Regions from separate parts of the Mus musculus genome. Here region 1 is linked to region 2. Evidence: chromatin contacts called from public promoter capture Hi-C data. All regions are on one chromosome and are shown on one strand. The core of a region is the stretch at or near the end of the contact, and the rest is flanking DNA. Distances in the headings are between cores, read along the strand shown.

What was found. Capture Hi-C pulls out chosen DNA fragments and counts their contacts.
Region 1: a contact with region 2 is called in a promoter capture Hi-C map of liver. The contact joins two enhancer-like sites. A contact is called at or near these places in 5 of 39 promoter capture datasets (cranial neural crest, neural stem cells, neutrophils and 2 more), 1 of 15 datasets of contacts at CTCF or cohesin (embryonic stem cells), 2 of 484 Hi-C or Micro-C datasets (B cells and the N1E-115 cell line), 9 of 115 datasets of contacts at active chromatin or transcription factors (the HPC-7 cell line, the SCID.adh cell line, embryonic stem cells and 3 more) and 4 of 9 other capture datasets (adipose tissue, embryonic stem cells, liver and 1 more).

The regions. Positions count from the first base shown.
Region 1 is chr10:81,399,667-81,403,972 of GRCm38.p6, reverse strand. It overlaps Nfic (nuclear factor I/C), which reads left to right. Exons shown (of 10, transcript NM_008688.3): 9 at 545-621; 10 at 2,902-4,306. The coding sequence ends at 595. Among named protein-coding and RNA genes, the nearest start is that of Gm16104, 7.8 kb to the left of the region's middle. Within about 2 kb of position 2,057, at least 199 of the 459 cell types and tissues checked have an H3K27ac peak or open chromatin away from gene starts, as enhancers often do. A contact at or near this core is called in liver, where this site is marked.
Region 2 is chr10:81,298,615-81,302,759 of GRCm38.p6, reverse strand. The region is part of intron 1 of Pip5k1c (phosphatidylinositol-4-phosphate 5-kinase, type 1 gamma); the gene reads right to left. It overlaps Gm16315 (a long non-coding RNA gene), which reads left to right. Exons shown (of 2, transcript XR_001779824.2): 2 at 355-1,059. Among named protein-coding and RNA genes, the nearest start is that of Gm16315, 3.6 kb to the left of the region's middle. Within about 2 kb of position 2,674, at least 25 of the 459 cell types and tissues checked have an H3K27ac peak or open chromatin away from gene starts, as enhancers often do. A contact at or near this core is called in liver, where this site is marked.

The sequences.
Region 1 (4,306 bases), core at 808-3,307, 100 kb before region 2:
CATAGCACAGGATTGTCATCCCAGCACTCAGGGGGCTGAGACAGGAAGATAGCTGCGAGTTCAAGTCTAGCCTGGGCTACAGAGAGAGACTCTGCCTCAGGAAAAAAAAATCATCAAAAGTCAGCTAGATGATAAATAGATTTGTGCAGATGCTCCATCCGCCCCACACACTCCACGAGGGGAATCAATAAATAAAACGCCTTTAATTATTGATGGCACCATGTGCGGGATGCCGCCAGCCTGGCCGCAGCTGGAACACCCTGAATTATTCATTGCTGGCCTTTGATTATTAATATTTTATTCGTTGCCTCAGCCCAAGGCTGGTGCCCCACCTACCTCACCACCTAGGGACCCCAGCCGGGATCCCCAGGACCCAGGCTCTTGGAGTGGCCAGATTTGCCCCTGGGGGGATGATGAGGGCCGCAGCCCCGAGGCCACTGCAGCTGGGTATGAAGGGAAGGCTGTGTGACTCCCAGGCAGCAGACACCCTCTCTGGGCCCCATGCTCTGGTGCTAACGGGCTCTGGTCTCTCTCCTCCCCACAGCCTGCTCTCCGCCCGACACGTCCCCTGCAAACAGTCCCTTTGTGGGATTAGGACGGAGGGATCCTCTTGCGGGACAGGTAGGGGCCGAGAGGCCGAGAGGCCGGCTGGGGGGTGGGGGGGTGGGGAAGAGGGGCCGGCCTGGGGGGTCAGGGACAGCAGGCCTGCTGGCCACAGCCCTGGCAGGGACTCATAGGAAGCCAGCCTCTCGCTCCCACCACCCCGGGCCTTGAGCCCCACCCCCCTGGGTGTGTTGTCTCCCTCCACCCCATCTGCCACTCTATAGCTCCCAACCCGGCAGAGCACCCAGGGTGGGGTGCATTTCTCTAGTTGGGGAACTGGGGCTCAGAGAGGAGAGGCAGCCAGCCCAGAGTCACACAGTACACTGCAGGCCAGGACTTCTCCGTGCTCTCCAGCCTCCTCTCCAAAGAGGCAGAGCAGAAAGGTAGGATGACTGGGAGGCAGAGCGCAGAGCAGGAAGAGAAGGAAGCTAGTGTTCCAGAAGAGGCTTAGAGAGGGAAGGCAAGTTGCCTGTGGATGCATAGCGGTGGGACACGGCAAGGGGTGGTCACCTCTGTCTTCACATTGATCAGAGGTTGCCTTGGGACCCTCTATAGCTGTCCAGGTTCCTCTCAGTGGCTCAAGAAGCCTTGACTGTGACTGAGGCCAGGGCCCAGGTGGGCTGTCTCTTTTTCAGCCTTCATTGTGGGAGCCTCCCAAGCCCAGCCCCACCCCCACCTCCACCCCCACCCCACTCCCCATCCCTGTATGGCCAGCACCCTCACCCTGCTGGGAATGTTCTAGACCCACATACACGCCTCACTCCTTCCTCTCCGCCCTTGCCTCTCCCCCCAGCCCTCCCTCCCACGAAACCAGAATCCATTCCTGACAAACTGAGGCAGGTGACCTTGGGATTTAGAATCAGGGAGTTTTTAGTCGGTATATCTGAGGCTCCCTAGGCCTCCTCTGGGTCAGGGTTTCTGAGGCCAGGCCATCTGCCATTGTCAGCTGAAGACAACACAGTGACCCAGTGACCGGGTCTGCTCCGTGGAGGACCAAGCAATGTTGTGGGCTAAGCAAGGGGAAGCTGGCCTCAGAATGCTGGCCTCATCCCCGGCCATACTAGGGAGCCACAGAAGGTTTTAGGGGGAAGGAGAATAGATAGGGTGGAGTGAGGAGGAGTTGTGGAGTGGACAAGATCTGCACCCCCACCAGGGAAATCAGGAGGCTGCAGTGTGGGCTCTCCCCTCCCCCAGCCCCCACATCAGCTCTGGGCCTCTGCTCATTCCGCCCAGTCAGCACTTCCTGGCTGGCTACATTGTTATTCCTGGCTTGGCCTCCCTGCTGCCGGGTTCCCCGGTTTGTTCTCTCCCCCTCCCCCAAGGCCCCTCATACCCACGCACACAAATACCCCCGGGGGTCTGAGGCTCCAGCCCCCTCTCGCTGCCTAGGATGCTAGCACCGCGGTCCAGCACACTGCGGGGTCACACCCCACCCTGTCTGGTTGCCAACGGAAACCAGACATGAGCTAAGGGACTCAGGAGCTTGAACTTGGCTGAGGGTGGGGCCGAGAGAGAGGCACTACAGGCCCCGCCTACTTTGCAGGCAGCCCCACCCCTGCCTTTGCGCACCACGCTACCCCACCCCCGCCCTATCCACTCTCAGGCACCAGGCTAGACAGGACTCCCAGGACAGTGCTCCACTGACACCCCAGGAGTCTTGGAGACGAACCGGACTGGGACATGTCCAAGCTGGTCTTGTCCACTCTCTGAGGCCAGCCAGGAACTTTCTAGCTGGGACAAGGGCATGATTGTTGAAAAGGCAGGCCAGTGTGGTGGTGCCGGCCATCATCCTGCCACTAGGGAAACTGGGGCAGGAGGATGAAAGGCTCAAGGCCATCCCAGCTACACAGTGAGTTCTAGGCTAGCCTGGTTTACTACTGAACCATGATCAGCGCTGCCCACACACGTGCTTTCTCAGGCTTAGGGCCGGAGTCCAGTTAGCAAAGAGGGTCCTCAGATGCCCACAGACTTAATATATTCAGGCCAGTCCCAAACGTCACGTGGAATGTAATCACATGTCTCTGACATCATGCAGGATATACTTAAACTAAGTATCACGTGGGACAGACAACACCAACAGGAAAGGGGCATGTCTGCCGTTTTGCCGCCCGTTTTTTTGCCGGCCTCCTCTGTTTTGCCAGGCAGCCTTGTGCAGAGGTGAAGGGAGGACATAGGCCACTATCACACCTGGAATTATGGTCTGGGATTAAGGAGTCCATGTGTTGTGGGGGAGGGGAAGAGACTGCTGCTTTCCTGACACCCAATTTCTCTGTCTCCATCTCTCTGCCGACCATGCAGTCCTGGTACCTGGGGTAGCCGAGGTTGCCTTCCCATCCCTCCTTCATCACCGGTGGAGTCCCAGGGTGACAGTCCCAGCCTGCATTTTTGGTGGAAAATTAGATGGAGTGAGAAGCCCCCTGCGGACTCCCAGCTGGATGGAAAAGACAGGAGGAGAAAAGGACAAAGACAAACAGGAAAAAAAAAACAAACCCTTCCCAACCAAGATGACAACAGATGGGAGCTGTGGGTCTCTGGCACCTGCTGCTGATGGACGGCTGCCTGCAGCCCTTCTGCGCCCTGAGGGCTCTGCCATCACCCACAGACCAGGCAATCCTGGCCTGGTACCTGCGCCCAGCACCAACAGATGGGCAGAATGGACGGGGTGGGCCACCCAGCCAGGCCACCTCTCCCCAGACCCCTGCTGCCAGCCACCAGCGCCAGCCTCGGGGACCTCCGGCCGTCCCTACCGACAGTGTTTGCCAAAGACAGGAGGCTGGAGGTGGACAGACCGCACGGTGGGCAGAAGAGGCTCGAGGGAGCCGCCCAGCGCTGGCCCTGCTGGGGACAGACATGCCATACAGGTACTTTGGGACCCCTGGGAGGGTCCTACGTCCAGCCTCCATCTCGGTCCTCTGGCCCCTTCTCCTTGCGGACCTCATTTGGAAGGACACATCTCTCTATGCAATTTGTCCCCACCCCACCCCGGCATGAGAGGCCACGCAGCTCCCGACCCTCCGGCCTCCTCTCGCACATGGAAGGTATCAGCACTTTGAGAAACAGAGGTGGGGGAACCGGGGGCCCCCCACGCCGAGGTTCCTGGAGGCGGGAGGTGCCGCGATCTAAGTGCCTAGCCCTTCCACCCACCCGCCGTCCACCTCGTCCATCGGGGACACAGAGTGGCCAGGGCACCCCACCCTTGTCTCCGTGTACCCTAGCTCCCCATCACTGCGCGCCCTCCAAGCTAGAGAGATGGGACCCCAGGGGGGGTTAGAGCTGGGTGTCCCGAAAACCCAGGCTGGGGCTATGCGCCGTCCCCCTACACTTCTGCCAGTGCCTTACTTCCTGGAGACCCACCCTGGGGTACCCCACTGCAGGGGGGTACCCCCTTTGCACTTTGACCCTCCTGATGACGTGGGGCCCAGCACAGGGACCAAGAAGGCTGGTGGAAGTGCACTCAGACCCCAGGTGGGAGGGCTCTGGGAGTGATGGGGTGACAGGGTGGACTGATGGCTGGGGTCCCCCATCTGCTATGCGTACTTCACTGACCTATAAACACTAAGATGGGGTGCAAGGGCCCAGCCCCAGCTCCACAGCCCCCATATGCACCCACCCTGTCGCTATCTTGGATGGCCCGCTCTGGGAGATGTTGGGTGTTTTAAGGTTACTGAACCTACAAAGGCCCCTCCTCCCTGACCACCCATCT
Region 2 (4,145 bases), core at 1,425-3,924:
TGGGCTGCAACTGCGCACTGCCTGGGGACACAACCCAGGTCACTCCATCTGTAAAACAGGCTATGCCCATCACCTGCAGACATTCCTTACAGGTGATCCTAGAGTGACAGGAATGGGGGGACAGAGAGGTCTGGGCACAGGAAAAAGGAAAGGGGCTGGAATGGACAGGAAACAGAAACTATAGCCAGGGAGATCACAGGCCCTTGACCCTGCCACCACTCTGCCTCAGAGAGCAAGGCCTGGGGCCAGCAGAGGTGGGAGCTATCCATGAGCTCATGCTAGCCTGCTGACTGGGTTATACCGAGACTTCCTTTCCTGCTGCCTCCCTGATTCCCTCCTCTCTGCCTCCTCAAGCCAACAAAGGCCCCTGCCCTACTCCATCCTGCCCCGGCACAGCTGTGTTCTCCGTAGCTCCTTCTGCCAGACTCCTGCAAGGTTTGCCCACTGCTGAGCGAGACCCTCACACATCCCCCGCACAGCCACACTGCTCAACTGTGAAGGGCCCAGTGGCTGATGGTGGCTCCCATGCTGCATGTACAGGTGACCTGTCTGTCTCTGAAAAGAGGCCTGGGACATGATCCCACTTCTGGCCACCCAAGAGAGGCATCACACACCGCATGGGGATCTGTGTAGGTGCATGCACGAGTGTGGTGTGGGGCTTCCACATCGGAGGTGCCTGTTACGCAGCAGCAGCAGCAACGGACAGAGACATGGCGGCTGTGCGAAGACCTCAAAAAGGAAGCGAATGGTCTGCTGCTCTCATACTGCACAGTGCATCCTTGTCCCGGTGACCCACACACTGGAGCAACACAGGGGACCCAAACAAGAAAGCCATACAATATCCATGACAGGTCACACCCAGGGTGGGAGAACACAGAGGGGAACGCATGTGTTCGTTGGTGGATGCCTTAAACACAGAAGGCCTTCTCTGAGGGATGTGATGTTCTGGAACTATGTAGATTACCTGGCTGTATAATCTGAAGATCACACAGGTGTGTATATCTTAAACAAGTGATCCCTACAGTCTACCAATTATAGCTCGAGATCCCAAAATCAAAATGTAGACGTAAGTGTCCACAAAGGTAAACACATCACTATTAGCGCAGGCCTCATGGGACCTGCAGACTCCATCTGTCACAGAGCTTGGTCCCTGGCCTCTGAGTGGCCAGGATCAGGGTACTGTGTCCAAGTTTCGAAGACACCTACCAACTTCCCCTTCCATCTGCTCACAGCCTGCAGACCCAGCAGGTGATGGCCCCAGCAGCAGGTCCCCATTTGGACCCCGCCCCCACCTCTGCAGTGTGTGAGGGGACAGGCCAGGGGCTCTCTCCAAGCTCGAGAGAGAAAACTCAGCTTCCTGAACAACAACAAACAGGTCCAGAAGGCGGCCGGCCACATCACCATGCTCCTGAGTCTGTCACCCTGGAACCACTGCGGAGCTGGGGACACCTGTGGGCATGCAGCAGATTTGTGTGGTTTACTGATCTTTCTGCTATAGCCAATTTAAGGGACTTTAGGGTCGTCTGAGTGATCTAGTCCCATGTCAAGAACAACCTGACCTACGTGGGCCTCTGAAACCTTGCACCGGAAACAAACTGCTGAGGGACTGGATACTATGCATTCCAGAGACACTGCAGGGCACGCACCGCACCCTGGCCTCTTCAGAACTGCAGAAAGAGAAAGAAAGTACAAGAGATGGAGGAGACAGAGTAAGACTTGGAGGCCGAGATGGAGGGGGGGGGGAGGAGGAGGAGGAAGAGGGGGAGGAGATGGAGATGGAGGAGGACGTGGAGGAAGAAGGAAGGGGCAGAGGAGGAAGGGGAAGAGAAAGACTATCTCAAGTAAGGGAAGGGGTCAGCCCTGGTTGTGTATATCCATCATCCCAGAACCCAGGAGGACAAGAGGAGGCAGAGGTCACGAAGGCTACACAGCATCACTGCAGCAACACCAACAGCAATGCTGGGCTGTGGCAGGCTGGTCATCCCTGCACAGGGAAGTATAGGTAGTGGAACCAGGAGACAATCTATGCCATACAATTAAGAAGGGCCACCCTCAGCGACATAGTGTCTCCTAAGGCAGCTGCGGGGTGCCCGTAGATGACCACCTTGCCCTGGTAAGCAGGATGCCACATGGCTGTGCGCACTCTGTCATGCACTTGCAAAAAACTGGATCCTAGCAGCTGCTGAAGTCGGCACTCTGGGACACAATGGGACAGGCCACAGAAAGAATCTGCCAAGTCCTGGAAGAGCAACAGCTCCCGCTCTCTGTGGGTTAATCTTTATCGCACGCCAGGGATAGCAGGCCAGCACTGGACCCTTGGACTCCATGGCCCCAGAGTGTTGTCCCAATGCACCAGAGCTGACCCAACAGCTCAGAAAGGCAGAAATGAAGAACTCAGGCATGGTGCCTCACAACCGCCATCCCAGCACCCGAGATGACGAGGCAGGGCTGACGAGGTTCAGGCCAGCCTGGGCTACAGAGGAAGACGGCGCCTCCTGTGGTGTGTGGGCAACAGGAGGGTGTTGAAACAGGGTCTCACCCACCCGGCCTGCACAGATGCCTGCCCCCAGAACCTCAGTTAATGTTCTCAAGAAAACCTGTGTCAGTGGTGGGTGGAGCGCTGAGTGCTGAGAGGCCTGGAAGCCAGACCACAGCCTGGATCATGGGATGGACTGTGGGAGAAACAGGACCAAGGTCCAATGCTGCCTGGGGTGCGGAGGCTCCCAGTCCAAATCACCCATTCCCCAGAGGTCCTTGCATTTCTGATAACTCCTTCCACCAGGGTGTTCCGTTCTGGCCTAGGCAGAGCCTACATATGACTGGGCCGTCCCAGGTGCCTGGGCCACGCATGCTGCCCCTTCATGGCCCAAGCCAGCATGTCTGCTCACAGTACCTTTGCACAGCTGGTTCCATTCCTGGCTCTGGCAGCCAACACTTCTGTGCTGGCGGCTGCTATCACTTAGGGCTCAGGGACAACAGACCAACATGGCCCTTCCTTCCTGTCCAGTCCCTTTCTCCTGTGACTGTTCACTCTGCCCACCTATCCTCTAAACCTCAGTCCAGCATGAACATGGCAGAAGTCAGGGCCACCCCTCACTGGCATCACTGGTTCCCCTCAGGGACACTCAGAGGGGATGGCCCTGCCCATACAAAACGCTGACTTTGAGGTCATTTAGAGGCACAGCTCATGCAACACACACAACTCCTGGACTCCCTGCTCCCGGCAGCCCTCCTCTGTCATCCTCGCTCTCAGGAGTCTGAGACAGGAGGATTGGGAGTTTGAGGCCTGCCTGAGCTATGCAGGGATACCCTGTCTAAGACATAAAGACAGTGGACAGTCACAGTGATGGGCTGGGGAGATGGCTAGATAGTTAAAGCACTGGCTGCTCTTTCAGAGGGGCCTGGGTTCAATGTCTAACATCCACACGATGGCTAGCAACCACCTGTATCTTTGGTTCCAGGGGATCTGGCACACCACATACTGGCACCACGGTAACTATGCCTTCCTTATGCCTACTGTGCCTGTGCTCAGAAGAGAGGCCACATGAGCCAGAGAAAGGGCTCAGTGGGTGAAGGTGCTTGCTACCAAGCTGGATGGTCTGCGTTCAAACCTGAGGACCACATGGTAGAAAGAGAAAAGTGATTCTGGCAAGGTGACCACTGACCTTACCACCCTCAGGGCACCACCCACACATCCATAAGACAGACATATACGTAACATTAAGGACTAAAAACAGCCACTAAAGTCAGTGAAGCTAGTCACAGGAAGCCACCTGCAGCCGGCAGGGAAGGAGAAGTACTGGTGGCTGTGGGCGAGCCTGGCTTGTCCCCAGTCAGACACACGGTTTCTCTGTGACTCAGCGAGTCCACCCTCAGGCAGTCACCAGGGGAAGTGAAAAGCCCAATCCACCCAAATTCTGTGCACAGTCCCTGTGGGACTTTCCGAAAGCAACCAACACAAGGAAACATGGACATCTGTCCACGGAGGAACAGCACACCAGGGCGTCTTGTCCCCATTTGGAGTATTACTCAGCCATGAACAGGAGTGAGGCTCTTACAAGCCCAAACTGTGGAGGGACACGAAGGACATGGGACTCGGTGAGGGACCATGACACAAAGGCCACATCCTGTGGGCTCCCAGACAG